Linked DNA regions of Mus musculus: all the other regions are linked to region 2. Evidence: chromatin contacts called from public Hi-C, promoter capture Hi-C and targeted proximity ligation data. All regions are on one chromosome and are shown on one strand. The core of a region is the stretch at or near the end of the contact, and the rest is flanking DNA. Distances in the headings are between cores, read along the strand shown. Region 1 holds the start of Rps6ka4 (ribosomal protein S6 kinase, polypeptide 4). Region 2 holds the start of Cdc42bpg (CDC42 binding protein kinase gamma (DMPK-like)). Region 3 holds the start of Plcb3 (phospholipase C, beta 3). Region 4 holds the start of Fermt3 (fermitin family member 3). Region 5 holds the start of Pcnx3 (pecanex homolog 3). Region 6 holds the start of Kcnk4 (potassium channel, subfamily K, member 4). Region 7 holds the start of Vegfb (vascular endothelial growth factor B).

Region 1 (2,701 bases), core at 47-2,546, 530 kb before region 2:
GGCTATGCTTTAACACAGACGAGCTGACGGGGTGAAATGTCATAGTTCTTTTGTCAAACTAGACACCTAGGTAGAGGGAACCTCACAGCTGAGAGACTGCTTCCAGCAGATTAGCCCATGGGCATATTTGTGGAGGCATTTTCTTGATTGCAAATTGATTATAGGAAGGCCTAAGTCACTGTGGGTGATACATCCCTAGCTAGATGGGCTTGGGTTATGTAATAAAGCTAGCTGAAAAAGTCAAGGGATGAAAGTCAGTAAGCAGTGCTCCTCATAAGCAGTGCTCCTCATCATAAGCAGTGCTCCTCCATGGTCTCTGCTTCAGTTCTGATCTCCAGGTTCCAGCCTTGAGTTTCTGCCTTGACTTCCCTCAGTTATGGACTGTAGCCTGCAAACCAAATAACTGCCCCTTCCCCAAGCTGCTTTAAGTCAGAACGTTTTATCACAGCAACAAAGAAGCAAACGAATACAGGGACAATTAGGCTGGGTGGCAGGATGTGAGTCAGGGCACCCGAGGCTGCCCCAGGGAGGGTGGGGCTCCCTGGGAAAGGTGGAGTGGGGTCCTTGTGCAATCAGCCCTGCAGGCTCCCTCTTTAATTCTTTTTGAAATTACATTTATTTTATATTATGCCATATGTTTGCATTGTATGTAGGTGCAGGCACTTAGATCTAAGGGCAGCTTGTGGAAGTCGGTTCTTTCTTTTTACCATGTGGGAGGGAACTAGGCATCCAACTCAGTTGGTCTCCTTTGGGGCAAAAGCAACTTTACCCATGTAAAGTGGCTTCCTGTTTCTGAAGTGTACTCTCAGGATGCCCATTGCCGGCCCAGCATCAAGAGCCTAGGGCTCCTGTGTCCAGGGAATATAAAGATCTCCAGTGTATTTGCTGAGCTTAACGAGTGTAACGAGTGGTCCTAAAGAAGGAAGTGGGCTGTGATTTGTGTCTGTTGGCTAAGAGGAGCAGAAGAGGCAAGGCTGCCACGTGGGAGGGAGGGCTCCATCAGCCTGGGTGGGCAGCCCTCCTCAAATCCTGGGACACAGACCTCTAGTGTCCTCCATATCCTGCTGGACAGACACCTGGCTAGGAGGCTTACTCCAGCTGCAGCCACATGTCACCCAAAGGCCCTGCACGGCTCTCACTGGTCCCGGGGCCAGGAGACCCTGCCACCGTCTGATGCTTCCCACCCGCAGCCCCGCTCCGTCACGTTCCAGCCGCCTGACTCAGGCCGCACGGGGCGGGCTGGGAGCCGGGAGGCGGTGCCGGCGCCCGCTCGGCCCCAGAGGCGGCACCAGGAAGCACCCGCCCCGGCCGGAGCCGCCATGTAACCGGCGCCGCCCGTAGCCCCAGCCGCGCGGGCCCCAGCGACCCGCCCGCCATGGGAGACGAGGATGAGGACGAGGGCTGCGCCGTGGAGCTGCAGATCACCGAAGGTGGGTGCCGGATCCCGAGGCGGCTCTCCCGGACGGGTGGCAAGAGTCAGCGACCCTCTGGGCTCACTCGCCCCCCTGTGTCCGCAGCCAACCTCACCGGGCATGAGGAGAAGGTGAGCGTGGAGAACTTCGCGCTGCTCAAGGTGCTGGGCACGGGAGGTGAGAAACCGCTTTCACTGGCATGGTGCTTTGGGCCTTCTGCCCGCCCACTCGCCTGGACCTGGGCCTGGGCCTGGTTGCTGGGGAGGTCCCCCCACCCTTTCCCGGCATAGCTCCCCTTGCCCGCCCCGCCCTACCGTACCAGGGTTCCGAGCCTACTTGCCGGGCGTCCACGTTGACAGGACTCTTCTCTGCAAAGTCCTATGCGTGCGTGCCCCCTGCCGCGATTTCCTAGCCTCTTTGGGGTTTTGACTCCCTCCCAAGAGCTTTGCACAGCTTCTCTCCCCATCTTCCCTTGCGAGCCCCACTCTTGTATTTTGCAAATTCCCCAGTCCGGGTTTGCACATCCCTCCGCTGACTGGGAGCGCGCCTCTGCCTCCGGTGCCAGCGTTTTCATCTTTTCTCAGCTCTCTTGATCATCCCAGGTTTGCACGTGCCCCGCCCCTTCCCCGCCCCGCAGGCCTTCTGGAGTTGCAAGCTCCCCAGGCTAGTTTGCACTGCAAATTGCTTTTCAGGCTTAACCGAGCACCCTCCAGGGAGGGCTCACCTTCTCCTTAGAAGGCTCTGTCAGCCTTTTGCACCCCCCTTCCCACCAGTCTGCACCGCCCTCGCACTTACAGCCCACCTTCCAACCGCTTGCTTGCTGCTCCCACAGCCTATGGGAAGGTGTTCCTGGTGCGGAAGACGGGTGGGCACGACGCGGGCAAGCTCTATGCCATGAAGGTGCTACGCAAGGCGGCGTTGGTGCAGCGCGCGAAGACACAGGAGCATACCCGCACCGAACGCTCGGTGCTGGAGCTGGTTCGCCAAGCACCCTTCCTGGTCACACTGCACTACGCCTTCCAGACGGATGCCAAGCTGCACCTCATCCTGGGTGAGGGCCTGTCACATCTCAGCTTTGGAGAGGGACGGGAGTTAGATTAGGCTACCTTGTAGGGAAACATTTCAACGTCTCCTCACTCCCAGACTACGTGAGCGGTGGTGAGATGTTCACTCACCTCTACCAGCGCCAGTACTTCAAGGAGGCTGAGGTTCGAGTGTATGGGGGCGAGATTGTGCTGGCCCTGGAACACCTGCACAAGGTAAGAGACGGCCCTGCCTTTTGGCTGCTC
Region 2 (2,700 bases), core at 144-2,643:
AAGTCAACAGACATGCCCTGTGTTGGGGTCCCAAGCAGAGGTGCCAGAGGCAGGCAGGGAGAAACACACATATGTGTAAACACACACACATGTGCCACATGCACACACCCAGGTACAGGTGTCATGTGGGAGTGATGACAAATCAGACACTTGTAAAACACAGAAGAGTCACAGAGAAACAGGCAGGCAACGGGGGCAGGGCCGTCTAACTGCTCTCACCCCAGAAAGAAATGGCAGGACTGGCTGGTAGACCCCCATCCATATTTGGCCTAGCCTTGTGTCTGCCCATAGCTCAGGAGCACCAAGAACTCTGATCGCCTACAGGGTAAACACCCCATGTTTCAGGCCCAATTCCCATGCCCTCCTCACCAAAGCCTGGCCAGATGTGTCCAGTGCCCACATTGGGTTTAGGATCACCCTAAGTCAGCCATTCCCAAGGATTCAGACGAATCAAATAAAACCACTTCTAACAAGACCCCAAATCCTCCAAAGGGGTTGAGGTTGGTTCTTGGTCCCGGCTAGGGATTGAAGTAAGGAGACTTGTCTGCAAGGTGAAGGACGAGGACTTTTGAGTGTGTGACAGGTGAGAGGGGTCCTAGAACAAAGTGCCCGTCCTCTTGAAGAACGGAGGAAATAGAGAAAGTCTGTATGTTTATGTCACACAAAACGGTGTCCGCCTAAATGTATGTTCTAGGTAGAGCATGAGGTGACCGTTGTGAAAGATGTGTATTGGCAACATGTCTGGGGTCTGTAGCAGGGTATGTGGGAAGTGTACCTTATGTACCTGTCTCTGGGAGTTTGAAGTAAGGTGCAGGTGAGCGAGCGGGCTGTGGAGACCAACGGCAAGCGTTAGATACAGCACAATGAGGAAGTTTCAGGAATATGCCACTCCCGGGAAAAGGTCTGGGGGCACAAAGCTCCAGGTGTTGTCGTCCCTCCAGCTTCCCTTCCCGGGTGTTGCCCGGACCACTCACCCCAGCTCAGAAACTGCGCCACGTTACGCTCCCGGCGCAGGGGGGCGCTGCTGAGCTCTTGGTGCACCCCCAGCAGCAGATCCAGGAGGCCGTCGAGCCCTGGGCTGCCACCAGCTTCGCCCCGTACCAGCTGCTCCAGCGCACGCAGCCGCTGCTCCATGGCTGCCGCTGGAGCCCCGAAACCCGGGCTAGAGCCAGGCCGCCCGCATGCCCCGTCCGTCCGTCCGCCCGGCGGTCCGTCTGTGGTCCCGTGGCTCGTTCTGCGCGGCTTCCCCCCTCCCTCCCGCCCTCCCCGCTGTCACCTTCCTCGGTCGCCACCCGCGCTCCTTCACCTGGTCGCCCGCCCCGCCCTCCAAGCCCGCCCCCGACGGACGGGCAGGTGCGCGCCGGCCAATGGGAGCCGCGGCTGAAGGTGAAGGTGGGAAGGCGGAGGCGCGCGGGGGCGGGGCCGACCCTCGTCCAGGAAGTGGGAGGGCGGGCCACGAAAAGTAACTCCTGGGCGGGGTTGGAGGGGGTCCGTTGGGGTCGCAAAAGGCCCCTCTGATCACGGTGCCACCCCAGTCCCAGCGCCACCTAGACCCTCATGAGACACTAACCTAGACAGAGCCTAGCGCAACTTCCCGCGGGACCCGGCCAGCGGCCTGTCCCTTAGCCAGGCCAGAGGGGCTAGGGACGGTTGCGGCCCTGAAGCCGGATGGGAGTTGTAGTCCGCTCTGGCCTCGGTTTGAAAGCGGCGCTAAGGCAACACACCCATCTACCCCCAAAAGTTTCTGATCTCCTTTAAATCCTTAAAACTAACCCAGAGACATGTAGTTGAGGTAGGATGGGCACACTCATTTAGCATGAATACACTGCGGCTTTGGAAGGCTGAGGGTAGGGGGTCTCTGAAACTAGATTCTCGTGTGGACCTAGATGGGACTGATTTTCAAGGCTTTGGCGGGAACAAGGCCCTGAACTGGAACGTGGAGGGCACAAGAAGTTTGAGATGTGCTGATGGAGGCAAAGGAGGTGGAGGTGCTGGCTGTGTCCAGGGAGGTTTTTTATTTCTGGCCATCTGTGTTGGTCTTGATGGTGACAGGCCAGATACCAAAGAGAAGGGTGCTCTGGTGTCTTTTGAACAACTTGTTTAAAGGCCTACTTAGAGGGCTTGCCTCTCCTTCCAGACTGCAAGCTGAAGACCTTGACAGGATCGAGTCATCAGCGTTGAGGGAGGAAGCATTCTGAATGTTTGCAGGGGCAAAGTGAGTGGGACACCCAAATCCCATCTAACGGGGTCTAGAAACATTACAGGGGTTATGTTGGGGTGGTGGTGTGGGAGTGCACGCCTTTAATCCCAGTACTTGGGAGGCAAAAACAGGTAGATCTCTGGGATCCAGGCCAGCCTGGTCTTCAGAGTAAGTTCCAGGACAGCCAGGGCTATACAGAGAAACCCTGTAAAAAAAAAACAAAACAAAAAAAAAAAAAAAAAAAAACCAACCAACCACTGTAGGTCTCTCATTTGATCTTTACAGAAGCCCCTTCTCCATGAGGTCCACAATTTGAAATGGGGAAAACACAGGCATATATTTCTTTCCAGATCTATCAGGCTGGGAAAGAGACTCAGGATTCAAATTCAATGCCATGGCACTGCCAAGGGAGGGTCAGGGAGGGCAGACTGGAGTTTGGATTTACGGTTTTTGTTGTTGGTGTTGTTTTTATCCTCTCATATAAACTAGGCTGATCTGGA
Region 3 (2,980 bases), core at 214-2,713, 660 kb before region 2:
ATAACTAGCTCCTGGATAAGGGAGTCCTGGATTTGAAAGCAAGCCTGTGGGTAGAGGCCAATCTCCACTCTTAATGGTTCTGATCTCTGGAGGAGGTGGGTGGTAGTTGGAGCTCTGAAGGGGTATTTTCTTATAGTCCTTGTGGAGGAGGAGAAGGAGGAGGAGGAGGAGAAGGAAGAAGAAGAGGAGGGAGATGACAGGCCTGCACCCCCCCCCCTTTTCTCCTACAGACCAGGGAGCAGAGGCAGGAAGCAGAAAGAGGGGTTAAATCCTCTCAGGAAGCTGTGTGACCTTGGGCAAGTCCCTTCCCCTCTCTGGGCCTCAAGTGGAGATAACAATCACACCACTGCACAAGGCCACAGCCAAAGACAACTAGATTCATTAAGTTTGCCGCCATGATGGCGATTTGGAGGACAGCCAGTGCCAGGCAGGGCTCCTCTGGAGGCCTGAGCGCCTGGGGCAAAGGCGCCGGTAGGGAAGCTCCTCCTTAGCCGACCCTCCTCCCCCAGAGCTAGCTCCAACTCTTTCTGGGTTTCTAGGTGACTTGGCTGGCCCCTCTGGATGAGTTCTACTTTAAACCTGCTGCTGCTGCCTCCTCTGTATTGGGGGGGCTCCCACAGGGGCCCCCAGGCAGGAGCCCCCCCAGCCAAGCCCTGCGGGGGGGGCTACAGCCCCCACCCCGGCCGGTGCCCATGGGTCTGCCCCTTCGGTTCCTCAGATCACTGGAACACAGATTTCAGGGCACCTGCTGTGGGCCAGGAGCTGCACAACCCCTCCTTTGGGGACACCCACGAGGCTTCTGCCACCTCTGGGCAAACAACCATCTTTCACTATGTTCAACTAAGAGGTTCACTGAGACTGGCTCCCGTCACAGGGTCAGCAGCACAAGAACTGCGGCAAGGTTTTCTCTGGAAAACCAGGATGCCTGGGTCCTCAAAGGAGGTGGCAGCTCCAGGCCTCCAGAGCTAGGGACGGGGGAGGGGCGCCTGCCGGCGGGAGGCCCATTAGCCAGCTAAGTGCTCCCTGGGAGGGGGGACTGTGCTGCAGCAGGAGGGGGAGAGGCAAAGTGAGGGCACGCGGGTGGAGTGGGATGGAGAGAGATGGGGTGACGACGTTTCCTGAGCTCATTAAGTGCGGTAGGAGTCGGGTTGAGGACAAGGGTCTGTGTCCCCTAACCTTATTATCTTCGCCTTTTCCACCTGAGTCCTCAACCGGCTGACCTTGGCATGTCTTGAGCGGCTCCAACACCCGTCTTTCCAGGTGCACCCTCAATAGCACTTTATCTAAGACAAAAAAAAGAGAGTCCTACTGAGTCAGCCGGCCAACAAAGACCCCCCCCATTCCATCCATCATCCCTTTGGCTGCAGTCGCCGCCCCAACCGCGAGGGGGCGCCGCCGTGGGTCGGGCGGCACCATAGCGGTGGGAGGGGGCGGCACCGCCCGACGGGGCGGGGCTCTGCGGGGGCGGGGCCGGGCGCCGAGTCTCCGGTCCGTCCGGGACAGACTGGCTGGCGGGCGGGCGCTGACGCCGCGGGGCCAGAGCGGGCCGCGCGGGAGCGTGTGGAGAGAGCAGTGGCACCGTCGGTTCCCGTCGGGGCTCCGTAGGTCCCCGAGCCGCCCCTGGCTTAGCCATGGCGGGCGCGAGGCCCGGCGTCCACGCGCTGCAGCTGGAGCCGCCCACCGTGGTGGAGACCCTGCGGCGCGGGAGTAAGTTCATCAAATGGGACGAGGTAAGTGAGTGGGCTGTCCTCTGCTCTGCCTAGATCGAAGGATTCCTTCAGTCACATTCGACTAGATGAATGCCAGGGACCCCCACTTCAGTGTTGCCTGACCACCTCACCCCCTATTCCAGCCTTGTTGCACTCCGGAAACTTGAGTCCCCTGTTGTCCTGGTAATTGAAGACTTTGTCGTTGTCCCCGCTCTTCTCCCCCGCAAGACAGTAGCTGTGGTCAATTGGGCTCTTCTTGGCATGGAGACTTTGAACCCCTGTAAATCCTGTCCTTCTTCTCACTCTTTTCCACCCTTGCCAACGATGAATATCAAAGTCTCCATGCTGGTTCTTAGTTTTTGGTCTGGTCCCCAGACCCCTGTTCCTGGCACAGGACCCCCATGGGGGCATAGGACATCCTTGCCTTGGGTGGGGTGCCACTGGGATCCTACTCTTCTCAGTGCCTCGCTTGCCTGAGCCATTATAGTCATCCCTTTCCAGCCTGCCCTGGTTGATACCCTTTCGTCCTGCTTCTGGATTCCAGCGAGCTTTCTGTTCAGATGGGAGCACCGAGCCACCCCTTACCGGAGACTTTGTTCCTTTCCAGGTTCCTCCAACTCTGGGAACTTTGCTCCCCACTCCTTAACTTAGTGACTTTGAACCTCAATAAATCCTGGTCCCCACTTTTTATTGCTTTCTCTCAGGTACTTCCCTGATACTCACCTGCGGCTTCTTATCTAGATATCACGTCTCACCCACGTTTCTGTACTGTTCCCTCTCCTACCCCCTGGGCTCCTTGCTCCCTAGGGCCTCAACTCAGGCGGCCTGAGTTTCCTTACTGTTCCTTCCCAGTCGGGCCATAGGCCTGGAAGACGCTGGGTTTCTTTCCGGCAGGGTGGGGCAGGAGTGAGAACTAAGGGGAGGGGCTGGGGGCGTGGCCTTAGCTGCAGGTGTGCTGGGCAAGGGTGGGTACCCCCGGGGCCCCAGGATACCCCTTCCCCCAGGCCAGACTAAAGGGAAAAGTTTCTCCTTTTCCTTGCAGTGTGATAAACCCAAATAAGGAAGTGGAAACAAGGAGAGGGCCTGGGTTGGGGTGGGGGTGCTGAACAAAGTTTGGAACTGAAGAGCCAGAGCCCTGGGTGGCCTTTGGAGGTTAGGCCCCTGAAGATGGTGCCACAGGGGCTACAGGGACAGTACCCACAAGTTTCCCCCTTTCTAGCACTATTGGTGGCTAGCTGGTCAGGCCTAGGGCAAGGTTTGGAATCTCCTGG
Region 4 (2,700 bases), core at 164-2,663, 710 kb before region 2:
CCTAGCCTCCCCGTCACTGTCTCGGCTGCTCCCCCATAGTTGGTTATTTTTTATTTGGGGCAGTGGGTGCATACGGGGAGGGGAGGGTGTTCTTCCCAACCTAGGGTCCCAGCTGTCTTCACCTGTTCTTACCCACGTCCCTCCTCAATAAAGAAGCCAGTCAGGCGTGGTTATATGTTGCTACGGTCTCCAGTGACTTTCTTCTCTTAAGACACAGTAGTGCTGAATTGGAAGCCAACACAAAGCCTTTTCTTGATGGCCTTGAAAGAAAGGTCGCTGAAGAGTGAGCTGTTTGCTTTGTCAGGGTGGCCACTAGGTGGAAGTGTCGCTCAACAACTGATGACCTACCTGCATTCTGATCAGCTTTGGGTTGATGTTCTGTGCAGTGCAGTCTTAGAGTGAACCTGCTAGGTCAACACTAGAACCTAACCTAGACTCAAGGTGGGTCAGAAAGCAGGCCTGAGACTAATACTGACAACAGCTCCTGCTGCTCCAATCCTGAGCTCCACACCACTATCTTCCTCCCACACTGTGACCAACACTGAACTTCCTCATTTGCTCCCAAAAGACTGCTTCCTGGGCTAGCAAGATGCTGAGTCCAGCACCAGGCTGTACTATGTCTTACGTTAGCCTAAACTAGCTTCCTGTCCCAACCCCAGGACTCCTCAGAGCAGCCTCTCCTAGTCACACTTAAAAAGCCTTACCTTGGGAGGAGAGGTTGGCACATACCCTTAATCCCAGCACTTGGGGCAGAGCAGGCAGATCTCTGAGTTCAAGGCCAGCCTGGTCTGCAGAGTGAGTTCTGGGACAGCCAAGGCTACACAGAAACCCTTTCTGAAAAAAGAAAAAACCACGTCCATTAATGGTAGGCTGCTGCCCTGAAAAGTCTACGTTCCTGCTCAGTTCCTTAGAGCAATTTGCATCCCAGTGCCTGGCATGGACATGAGGCTGTTGGACCACCAGAACCCTCTAAAGAGACGGGATAAAGGGTCCTGGAGGAAATCACATTGAGGTTTTATGAGGCAGAGAGGCTCTAGCATGTCACTGGACAGATTTAAGGCTGGTAGGTTTGGAAACAAGTCCTGTTTAAAGGTGGGAAGGACTTCACTGCTGACTGTAGACAGTCCCACTAAGAGCAGGCTGGAGCCGGGCAGTGGTGGCGCACCCAGCACCACCAGGGCCAGGTGGATTTCTGAGTTCGAGGCCAGCCTTGTCTACAGAGTGAGTTCCAAGACAGCCAGGGCTATACAGAGAAACCCTGTCTTGAACAACAACAAAAAATAATAATAAAAGAAAAAAGCAGGCTGGAGGTGCAACCAGTAGATGCCTGGGGGTGGGGTAAAGAGAACTTTGTGGTGTCACCCCAGCACTGTTCTTCCCTCATTTCCTGTGGTAACAAAAGCAAGGGCCCCGTGGAGCCCTCTGCGTGCTGGCAGTGTGCTTCCTGTACCCAGCAACAGCCCGCCCTGGGGAGGGACTAGTACAACTTTCATGATAAGGCCACTACAGGCTGACCTCTGAAGGAAGCAACTGAGCAGGACCAGGCCAGACCAGGGTAACAGGTGTCCCACTGCCACCTGCAGCTGCAGCCCGTTGCAGGCTAGGTAAGTGAAAGACCCAGGAGGACTCACTTGTCCCCTGCTCCGCCATTCTGTGCAGAGCAGCCACACTTGCCACCACCCTAGAGGCTTGGGTTAGAGTACTGGCTGTGAGCTGTGGGCCAGGACTTGTTTCTGAGATAGGTGGGCCTGGCAGAACTGTGAGTAGGAGAGTTGACCTGTTCTGGTACCTAGCAGGGTACTTTACAATGAGTATTGGGCCTTGGTGTCCCCACCTGTGAAACCTGAATTGGCAGGACAACGTGGACTCTAAGGAACTGTCTCTTCAGCCCAAACACTTAGGATAGTAAGAGGGTTTTATATTGACTGGATCACAGTAGCTCTCTGTACCAGTGTCCCCAAAGCCTACCCACCTACCCAGGGTACCCTAGGACTCCTGCTTATTTCTAGGCAGCCCACTGTCTACTCACCTTGTCTCAGCAGAAACAGCCGCAGCCATGGCGGGTATGAAGACAGCCTCCGGGGACTATATCGACTCTTCCTGGGAGCTGAGGGTGTTTGTGGGCGAGGAGGACCCTGAGGCCCAGTCTGTCACACTCCGAGTCACGGGGGAGTCGCACATTGGTGGGGTACTTCTGAAGATCGTGGAGGAAATCAGTGAGTCCCCGTGACCCTATGTATCCAGTCATGACAGCTCTCCCTGGCTTTTCTAGGCCATTCTCGCCTCTACTCATAACCTTGTCACAGTGACTCAGGCAACAGTCTTTAATTATTTGGTTCCAAAGAAGGTATTTCTTCAACTTCCCCTCTCCATACTTCCTCCAGCTCCTACTGGTTCTGTCTAGTCTCCAAGAGACAGACAACATGGTCCCCTGTGTGTCTTGCCTGTGCCGAGGCTTATTATGTTCCTGAGGGATGGCTAGGAGGTTCCTGGGGACCTGGCACCTACTCTCCTAAATTTCCTCCCCAGCAAACCACTTGGCAGGCTGCTGACAGTGGGTGAGAGGCCCTGCCCCCACAGGAAGTTACGGCAGAGTAGGCTAGGGCGATATCAGTCACCCAGAAGGCCCCATGAGGCTTCTCATCAACTTTACCAGCAGAGAATGAGAGTTATCACTTCCTGGGAGGATGGCAGGAAAGC
Region 5 (2,889 bases), core at 62-2,561, 620 kb after region 2:
GGGACCTTCTTCGGGTGCCCGTGGTATCCACCCCCGCTGGCTTGTGAGGCCCTAGAGCCGGAACCTGGGCATCCGGGCCCTGGCCCTCAGCCCCAGACCCACGCCTCTCTGGGGAGCCAGGAGTGTCGCCTCCCGGCCCCCCGCATCTCGGGCTTTTGGAGGAGGGCACCAAGGGCAGTGTGGTCAGGCTGGAGGGGTGGGGCCCACTGGCCTCCGGCGCCTCACCATGGCTGAATTGGAGCAGCAGAGTCCCTCAGTTCCGAAGTAGTCCTGGGAACCTGGCTTCAGCGCCCGCCTACCGTAAGGTGGGGCCTGCCAGGGTCAGCGCCCGGACTCTGGTTGTTGTCTCCAGGCACAAGAGGTAAGAGAAAGTCCCCAGTTGAGCCGAAGCTACCTCTTCTTGGGCTAGTGCCTTGGGCCCCGACAGCTCCGACCCCGGTCCCTTCTTCCTCCTCCCTTTGTACTTTGGCCCCGGGGGCGGGAGGCAGAGGTGGAGGGTGGAGTTTCACTTTTTTCCGCTCTTCTCCCTCCTGCAGGAAACAGCATCAGATGACGTGGGCGGGTTGCACCGCTCCCCTCCCGGAGGCTCCCGGCAGCTGTGCACGGGAGTTCCCGGGGAGGTTGGCCAAGAGAGGTAGAAGGCGGGCCAGGTAGTTCCTCCCGCCTCCCCCGCCCCCAAACACACCGGCACAACTCTAAGCCTTACGTTAGGTGCTCCTCTGCTCACGGTCGAAGTGGATCTCTGCAAAGACAGAGAAGAATCCTTGTGTCTGAATTCTCATCAGCCAAATCACCCTTGTGATTGCCTCAAAACCAAAATCTGGTCTTGGCTACGAAGTTGCAGAGCTCTTTAAGATTCGTTCTTTCCATATATGAAATAACAAGATACCCTGCTTTTCAGTGCTAGAGGGGGATGTGAACAGAGAAGTTTGGGACTTCAAAATCGGCTTACACTTGAAGCTCTTGGAACCATTTAAAATTATCTTCCTTTCACCCGAGAGGCAAAAACCTGAAACTGTCGTTCAGAACTTTGCCCGGGATTAGATTCAGAGTTGAAGGGCCTTCAACAACCTCTTCGTTAGTTCATCACTTGTCCTGTGTCTGTTACTTTAAGAAAGCCTATGTCATCCTGTTCGACTACTCAGGCCTGATCAGGATCACTCTCTGCTTCGGCTAAGCTCTGACCCGGAAGTAGAGGCGTAAGCCAAGCGACAACCATGATTTACGGTCTCGCACTAAGGAGAGGCGGCCCAAGTCGGGGGTGTGACCCGGTAACGCAAACTGGAAGTAGCCGTGAGGAGTCCCATTCTCCAGCTTTTCCCCGCCTCCTGTAACGCATTGGAAAAGCTTTGCGCCAGTCATCAAGTCGTTACCCAATGGCGACTCACCCGGCCGTCCCATATTTTGGTGGCTCTAGAATTTGACTGCGCGCGCGCCTAAGATACCTCTGCATCCCGTCACTTCGCTACTTCTCCGCGCTTGCGCACTTCTGCCGCCAGGTTTTCCTTTTCCGGGTCCCAACAGGTTCTAACGGGCGCATGCGCCAGTGCAGGCTGGCAGCTCGCGGCTCCTTCTTCCGGCCTCCCCTTTGCGCCGGCACCGGTAGAAGCGGGGCGAACGCAGAGCCCCAAGCGAGTGACCTGCGACCCCGGAAGTGGACCTCAGGGTCCCAAGGATTTCTCCGGTCCGGAGCCAAGGGACCTATCACTGGCACTCCGAGAGCACCTATTCCACGCCCACCTCTGGATGCCGCCGACGGGTGCCCAGCCCTTGCCCTGCGCCTGCTTTCAGGCTCGGCGCTTTACAACAGTTCTGGGCCACCGGAGGGGGCCCAGGCCCCGCCTCTGATGCAGTCCCACCCCAGTATCCCGGCCTGATCCGCTGACTGCCTGGGCCGGCCCCGCCCCCTGCCTGTGCCCTCACCCTACCAATCCCCTCCCCCGTCTGGGGGAGGCCATGGCGTGAAATCTAAGTCGGACCCCGGGACCCTCGGGCGCCAGCGGGGCATGGGCCGGGGGCCGCCCCCATGAGGGTCCCGGGAGGAGGGCGTGCGCAGCAGCGGCTGGGCCATGGGGTCTCAGGTGTTGCAGATCCTGCGCCAGGGGGTGTGGGCCTCGCTCACTGGGGGATGGTTCTTCGATCCGCATCAGAGCACCTTCTCCAACTGCTTCCATCTCTATGTCTGGATCTTCTTGCTCATCTTTCCCTTCTTGCTGTACATGGTGAGAGGCTGCCACCACCTGTAACTATGGCGAGAGGGAGTGTAGTCTGGAGGGATGGGCATCTTGAGTCCTGGGGCGTGGAGTGAAGCGAGTCACTGTAGAGTTCACTGTAGAGTTTACTTTGGTTTTATATAGAGGAAAGACCAAGTCTTTTCTGCATGGAGTGACCTTGAGCGCCTCATTTAATCTACCCGGTTAAACAGAGGGCTACCCCTAACAGGGCTCTTTGTACTGTTGCATGAAGGGGTGATGAAGTTTTGTAAACCGATGAATCCTAGTTCTTTACAGTGGTGGCAGGTACACCCTCAAGGGAGCAAGGGTTTTGTGAGAAAGGATCCAACTTAACTGTCATCTCCAGGTCCTGCCCCCCAGCCTGATGGTGGCTGGAGTGTACTGCCTGGTGGTAGCTGTCATCTTTGCTACCATCAAGACTGTGAACTATCGCCTGCATGCCATGTTCGACCAGGGCGAGATTGTGGAGAAACGCAACTCTACCATGGGGGAGCAGGAAGAAGAGGCTGCCCAGGGGGAGAGCAGTCTCCCAAGGTGAGTGGCTGTGGGCTGTGTCAGGGATTGTCCTTTCTCTGTGCTTGGGATTGTGGCTGTGTCTTGGAGGATAGAGAAGGCTGAGGGGACAATGGCTCTAAGTACTTGCTGTAGTCAGGGT
Region 6 (2,788 bases), core at 73-2,572, 630 kb before region 2:
CCTAGCAGTAAGTCTGCCTTGAAATTCTTTCTTTGGGACTCTCCTGGAGCCAGGTCTACAAGGTCTCCAGAGAGAACAGCAGAGGCTCAGACTTCAGCAGTAAGCTGGACAATCACTTTCGGATGGAAGCAGAATTGCTAACATTTTTAGGGCACTTAATTCTGTGTGCTAGGCTTTAAGCATTTATAAACGCTGACCTCAGCTGGGCAGTGGTGGTTCATGCCCTTAATTCAGCATTTGAGGGGCAGAGAAAGGTGGGTCTCTGTGAATTTGAGGTCAGCCTGAACTAGAGAGCAAGTTTCAGGACAGCTAAGGCTCCAAAAACAAACAAATAACAACGAAAAAAAGAGAAAGAACCAAAGTAAAAACCACTGACTTTGTATGTGTGCACAGGCATTGGTGGTTTGCCTACATGTATGTCTGTGTGAGGGTGTCCCAGACAGTAGTGGGTGCTGGGAACTGAACTCTGGTCTTCTGGAAGAAGAGCCAGTGCTCTTAAAGACGGAGCCATCTCTCCAGCCCCCAAATACTGACTTCCTAAATACTCAAAATCAGCACCCAGAGTTAAGTAATCACCCTTTTACTGTAAGTGGGAACTAGGGAGTTTGGTAACTCACCCTGACCCCCTATCATCTGGGTGGTCACTTAAACATACTGACAATTACCACAAAACCCAGTAATGGTAGGGCACACCTTTAATCCCAGCACTCTGGAGGCAAAGCAGGTGGATCTCTGAATTTGAGACCATCCTAGTCTACAAGACAGCCAGGAGTACACAGAGAAACCCTGTCTCAAAACAAAGCAAAACATCCCAACAACAAAAGTACTGACCACAATAGCATGGGATCTCTGAACGCTACAGGAGAGATTTTGTGGAAATCAGTAAAGAAATGTCTCGAGAAACCAAAAAAAAAAAAAAAAAAAAAAGGATATAAAGAAGAAGAAAGAAGGATAAAGACAGAAGAGGACCCGGCTTTAGCTGTTCAGAAAATGCTAGCACTCTTTCTGCTGGAATTGTCAGGCAGCAGATGGTTGGGGGGGGGGGGTGACCCCAGGGCCTGGAGGATCAGAGATGGGAATGCAGCCTGAGCAAGAGGTGCTCTATCAGTGACTTCCTAGAACTAGGACCCAACCCATTCAGCTGGTTAAATCCAGGTGGCCTCAAAGAGAGCTCCCCGTCTTCCACCCCCACATACCCTCTTCTCCCTGGGGGCCTCTCCCTCACAAGTGCTGAGCCCAAGGCCCAGACTATCCTCATGGGCGGAGAAACGAAGGCTCTTCCCAGTCCAGTAATAGACCTAGAAGATTCCAGGAGATGAGTGTGGCGGCTGTCCTGAGCCCCGGGCCAGCTGATGTCCAGGTTAGGGCAGCGTTGGGGCCCCAATCCCAGCCTGGAAGGTTGGACTTCACGTCGACCCTTCTCTGAGTCTTCTGCCACTCACTGGCCTGGACAAGACAGCATTGGGGAGCCCAGAGGCTGCAGGTGCAGGTAAGGGCTGGGTTCAAGGCGGTTGGTGGCGAGAGCCGGTGGCGAGGGTGCGGCACGTAGGGAGACGCAGCTCTGGTAGGGTTAAGCTCCCAAGGAGGGGGCTTTTGAGGGCGGGAGGAGGGGGGTCCTAGTCAGACGGCCGCCGGCGGCTCGGTCTCTGGGCTGCCGCCGGCACCTCCTTGGCTCAGCCCGCACACCCTCGAGGCGGCGCGGGAGACCTGGCCGCAGCCAAAGCCGCAGCCACAGAGTGGGCAGACAGTAAGTGCGGAGCAGGCGCGGGAATGTGGGCTGGATCTCAGGCCCTGGGAGCTGGGAGAAACCGGCAGGGCGGGACACTTCCCGCGCGTGGATGCCTTCCTCGAGTGGTGTGACCGTGCGTCCCGTCGCCGGTCACGCTCGGAGGCGTCGGCGTAAGGACGCGGGGGAGGTGGTGGGAGCAAGCGGCTGGCGTGCGGTGTCACACGGGTTCCGTGTGTGTATCTGTGTGTGTGTGTACGCGAGCGCGCGCATTCGTGCGCGTGGACCTCTAGGGTAGCTCGGCCCTGCGGGCACGCCCATGGTGGTTAGTTGTGCCAGGGTCTGCCGGAGCGTGGTGCAGTGCTATGCCTGCAGCCTGGGCAGCGCGCGGCTAGAGCTGCAGAATGGAATGTGGCTCAAAGATCTTTGTGGCACATGTAGCAGACTGTGTATATGTATGTGTGTGTGTGCCTGCCATCTCCCGCTGCCCCCTAAGTGACAGCTGTCCCGTGGGCTGCTGTATCCGTGCTGCCCTTCCCACCCTGTGCCTTGCTTCTTCTGGGAACTTTGTGCCCACTTTTCCTTTCCCTGGCTCTGGGCCTTGCCTATACCCTGCAGCCAGATCCGCCTTGGGGTTCCTCGAAAGCCCAGCGGGCGGGTGGGGACCCTGGAAGATCCCCGCCCGGTTGATCCCTGCTAGGCTGGAAGGCAGGAGGGGACAGATGCATCTGAGGAGGCTGCCACAGCCGCACTGAGAGAGCCAAGTATGGACCTGCTATTCCTGTCTCCAGTTCTGCAGGCTCCAGCCTCTTCCTATTTCCCCTGGAACTCCCTAGTCTTCCTTTGGTCTTCTCCAAGGCAGGCACCCTAATGCCTCACAAGTCCCCCATTTTCTCACTCACCCTGCCTGGCTTAGTGTTTTCTTCTTTATCCCACTCTCCTGATGGCTAGGCTCCGGAGGTAAGAGGGAGGCTGGAGGTGGGGGCCTAGGTGTTAGTACCTGGAACCAGAGGCTGTGTGGGGGTTACATCTATGGATAATAAAGCTAGGGGCTCAAAAACT
Region 7 (2,845 bases), core at 346-2,845, 680 kb before region 2:
GTCGTTTTCTGTTTCTCATAGCTTGAATGTTAATCTTTGATGCTGCTTGTTGGTGAGCTGGAGCCACCTGAAACCATACTCAAAAAACCACACACGGTCAAAACCCAGGGGTTCTCTCCTAGCACTGCGTAAATGAGGGCGGTTTTTCCTTTTTGTTTTGTTTTGATTTGTTTTGTTTTGTTTCTCTGAGACAGGGTTTCTTTGTGTAGAACTGGCTGACCTGGAACTCCCTGTGTAGACCAGGCTGGCCTCGAAGTCAGTGCACCATCACCACCAAGCAATTTTTTTTTTTTTTTTTTTTGCAAATTTTTTAAGTTCAGGGTCATCTTTGGTTACATATGGAGTTTGAGGCTAGCCTAGGCTACATTAAACTGTGTCTCAATATAGAAAGAAAGAGGGCCAGGCAGTGGTGGTGCACGCCTTTAATCCCAGCACTTGGGGGGCAAAGGCAGGTGGATTTCTGAGTTCGAGGCCAGCCTGGTCTACAAAGTGAGTTCCAGGACAGCCAAGGCTATACAGAGAAAACCTGTCTCAAAAAACCATAAAAAAAAATAAAAGAAAAGAAAGAAAGAGCGAGGAAGGACAAGTGCCGTATAACAGTGACAGTCCATGGTAGCTGCCAGGACCTCACCATACACTCGAATGCATGCTGTCATACCAGTTTTCTGTGGCATAGAAACCCAAAGGATGGAGCCCATTGTCCGTAGTATCTAGCAATGGAGATTACCTAAATATGCCCCCTTTCTAGTCTTCTGGGAGAGGCAACCTGATTTCAGAGCTGTTTCACCAACCTTCTTCACAGGACAGCCAGTGACTTAGGGTGCCACCTAGTTCTGGGACTTGGGCCACTTGGTGTCTGTTATAGAGAGAGATGTAAAGTTGTGTGAGAGATGCTAGAACCTGGTCAAGGACCAGGGTTTGAGGGACACCAGAGTTCGGAGACTCGGAGTTAACTGCAATTCCTTCACAGGAAGCTGGAGCAGGTGCATCGCAGCTTCATGGATGAAAAGGACCGGATCATTACAGCCATCTACAATGACACTCGGGCCAGGGCCAGGTCTGTCACTGCTCTGACTTTGCTTCCTGCTTCAGCACCACCCTCCAGGATGTCTGTCCTGATCCTGTTTTTCTTTCCAGGGCCAACAGAGCCAGGATTCAGCAGGAGCGCCAGCAGAGGCAGCAGCCTCGGGCAGAACCCTCCCTGCCTCCAGAAAGCTCCAGGATCATGCCCCAGGACACAAGCCCCTGAGAGGCTTAACTAAATGGGACCTTCATTGGTCCTCTCCCTGCTGCCTGTCCAGAACTACACGTGCAATAAACTCATTTTCAGACGCCTGTCCGATTCGGTCCTTCAGGTCACGCATCTCCTCACCCCTCCCCTCGTGAGGCAGCGACCCCCGGAGCTCGGCCTCCAGGGCGGTGTGTCCCCTTTCCCCTGCAGCGGCGGGAGGGGGCGTTTGGAGGGGACCGGCTCCGCCCCCGCCCCGCCTCCGCCCGCGGCCCGGTGGGGAGCGCGTGTTTAGGTCACATGAGCCTCTTGCCCGCCAGCCCCGGCCAGGCCCCCTGCCACCCCCCGCCGTCCCCGTTGCCCGCCGTCCCGGCCACCACCGCCGCCACTACAGGCCGCCTGCCTGTCTTGTTCCTCAGGCCGTCGCTGCGGCGCTGCGTTGCGCTGCCTGCGCCCAGGGCTCGGGAGGGGGCCGCGGAGGAGCCGCCCCCTGCGCCCCGCCCCGGGTCCCCGGGCCCGCGCCATGGGGCTCTGGCTGCCGCCGCCCCCCACGCCGCCGGGCTAGGGCCATGCGGGCGCTCCCGGCGCTCGCCCCCCGCGGGCACCATGAGCCCCCTGCTCCGTCGCCTGCTGCTTGTTGCACTGCTGCAGCTGGCTCGCACCCAGGTACGTGCGTCCGCGACATCCCGCTCGCTAGCTCGCCCGCCCGCCCGCGGTGCCCTCTCAAGGTTGGCGGAAGTGGGGAGGCGCCTGCTACCTCTGTCGAGGGGATCCTCAGTTCAAACCGGGAATATCCCTTAAGAGGTGCCCCTTGGCGAAGGCCCGCTAGTCCTAGCCCATGCCCCTGGGGCCACTCCCCCACCTCACCCCATCCCCTGGGCGGTTGTAGGGCGGAGCTGCCTCCGTGCCCTCCGAACCTCGTTTGTCTCCCACTATCCTGGCTCCTGACCTAAAACAAGCCCAGCGCTAAGGCTTGGGCTTTAGTACCATTCCCAGAGTATGCCTGGTGGGTCTTGGGCCAGGGAAAGTACCAGATGTCTGAGTATACAAGAAAAATTAGAACCAAGGTCTTGGGAACAGAATAAATCTGGAAAGGTGTCAGAAAGGCGCAGAAGCCTGACTCAAGGACGGAGCCCTTACATAGCCACAGGGCCAGCCCTTTTAGAGTGCATCTTGGGCCCAGGTATCTTCTTTCCCACAGGCCCCTGTGTCCCAGTTTGATGGCCCCAGCCACCAGAAGAAAGGTAATAATAGTTAACAATAACTTGCCACCAGCCAGTACTAAGAGGGGTTAGCACTTGCTCTGATTTCATATCCCTTATCTTGCGTGATCCCAACTCCTTTGGGCGATACCATTCCATAGAGGAAGAAACTGAGGCAGAGGGCTTAATCATTTCTTGAGAAACAAGGCAGAGAAAGACAGGTTTAAAAGATGGTTGGGGTGGTGGTGATAGGGTATCAGAGAGGCTACATGCTCAGAGGAGCTTCAGGAGACCTGATAAGAACTTAATCCATCTGGGTCTGCCCACAGTGGTGCCATGGATAGACGTTTATGCACGTGCCACATGCCAGCCCAGGGAGGTGGTGGTGCCTCTGAGCATGGAACTCATGGGCAAT

What was found. Promoter capture Hi-C pulls out the DNA fragments that hold promoters and counts their contacts. A called contact is a pair of places that touch in the nucleus more often than the background predicts.
Region 1: a targeted proximity ligation map of pancreatic cancer cells shows a contact between it and region 2. A contact is called at or near these places in 3 of 130 datasets of targeted methods (memory CD8 T cells, microglia and pancreatic cancer cells).
Region 3: a targeted proximity ligation map of pancreatic cancer cells shows a contact between it and region 2. A contact is called at or near these places in 1 of 39 promoter capture datasets (embryonic stem cells), 5 of 130 datasets of targeted methods (embryonic midbrain, embryonic stem cells, extraembryonic endoderm stem cells and 2 more) and 1 of 9 other capture datasets (adipose tissue).
Region 4: a Hi-C map of pro-B cells shows a contact between it and region 2, with 10 times the contacts expected there. A contact is called at or near these places in 1 of 484 Hi-C or Micro-C datasets (pro-B cells) and 3 of 130 datasets of targeted methods (embryonic stem cells, large pre-B cells and memory CD8 T cells).
Region 5: a contact with region 2 is called in a promoter capture Hi-C map of embryonic stem cells, with 2.9 times the contacts expected there. A contact is called at or near these places in 2 of 39 promoter capture datasets (embryonic stem cells and liver), 1 of 484 Hi-C or Micro-C datasets (embryonic stem cells), 6 of 130 datasets of targeted methods (embryonic stem cells, extraembryonic endoderm stem cells, memory CD8 T cells and 1 more) and 2 of 9 other capture datasets (liver and pancreatic islet).
Region 6: a contact with region 2 is called in a targeted proximity ligation map of pancreatic cancer cells. A contact is called at or near these places in 3 of 39 promoter capture datasets (the 3T3-L1 cell line, embryonic stem cells and erythroid cells), 3 of 130 datasets of targeted methods (large pre-B cells, memory CD8 T cells and pancreatic cancer cells) and 1 of 9 other capture datasets (pancreatic islet).
Region 7: a targeted proximity ligation map of pancreatic cancer cells shows a contact between it and region 2. A contact is called at or near these places in 1 of 39 promoter capture datasets (embryonic stem cells), 4 of 130 datasets of targeted methods (bone marrow-derived dendritic cells, large pre-B cells, memory CD8 T cells and 1 more) and 1 of 9 other capture datasets (liver).

What each region holds. Positions count from the first base shown.
Region 1 is chr19:6,839,222-6,841,922 of GRCm38.p6, reverse strand. It overlaps Rps6ka4 (ribosomal protein S6 kinase, polypeptide 4), which reads left to right and starts at 1,296. Exons shown (of 18, transcript NM_019924.2): 1 at 1,296-1,430; 2 at 1,518-1,589; 3 at 2,245-2,463; 4 at 2,556-2,671. The coding sequence starts at 1,376.
Region 2 is chr19:6,305,150-6,307,849 of GRCm38.p6, reverse strand. It overlaps Cdc42bpg (CDC42 binding protein kinase gamma (DMPK-like)), which reads right to left and starts at 1,393. Exons shown (of 37, transcript NM_001033342.1): 1 at 975-1,393. The coding sequence starts at 1,134. Gm52380 (a long non-coding RNA gene) reads left to right here and starts at 1,304. Exons shown (of 3, transcript XR_003952842.1): 1 at 1,304-1,386; 2 at 2,138-2,215.
Region 3 is chr19:6,968,297-6,971,276 of GRCm38.p6, reverse strand. It overlaps Plcb3 (phospholipase C, beta 3), which reads left to right and starts at 1,463. Exons shown (of 31, transcript NM_001290349.1): 1 at 1,463-1,730. The coding sequence starts at 1,632. Gm52400 (a long non-coding RNA gene) reads right to left here and starts at 2,581. Exons shown (of 3, transcript XR_003952919.1): 1 at 2,433-2,581; 2 at 1,177-1,283.
Region 4 is chr19:7,018,182-7,020,881 of GRCm38.p6, reverse strand. Fermt3 (fermitin family member 3) reads left to right here and starts at 1,413. Exons shown (of 15, transcript NM_153795.2): 1 at 1,413-1,604; 2 at 2,043-2,216. The coding sequence starts at 2,057. It overlaps Stip1 (stress-induced phosphoprotein 1), which reads left to right. Exons shown (of 14, transcript NM_016737.2): 14 at 1-186.
Region 5 is chr19:5,687,330-5,690,218 of GRCm38.p6, reverse strand. It overlaps Pcnx3 (pecanex homolog 3), which reads left to right and starts at 1,311. Exons shown (of 35, transcript NM_144868.3): 1 at 1,311-2,222; 2 at 2,581-2,768. The coding sequence starts at 2,070. It overlaps Map3k11 (mitogen-activated protein kinase kinase kinase 11), which reads right to left and starts at 1,088. Exons shown (of 12, transcript NM_022012.3): 1 at 953-1,088; 2 at 707-742; 3 at 1-530.
Region 6 is chr19:6,933,049-6,935,836 of GRCm38.p6, reverse strand. Kcnk4 (potassium channel, subfamily K, member 4) reads left to right here and starts at 1,322. Exons shown (of 7, transcript NM_008431.3): 1 at 1,322-1,489.
Region 7 is chr19:6,986,401-6,989,245 of GRCm38.p6, reverse strand. It overlaps Vegfb (vascular endothelial growth factor B), which reads left to right and starts at 1,595. Exons shown (of 7, transcript NM_001185164.1): 1 at 1,595-1,894; 2 at 2,430-2,472; 3 at 2,760-2,845. The coding sequence starts at 1,835. It overlaps Dnajc4 (DnaJ heat shock protein family (Hsp40) member C4), which reads left to right. Exons shown (of 7, transcript NM_001357001.1): 6 at 971-1,057; 7 at 1,138-1,335. The coding sequence ends at 1,249.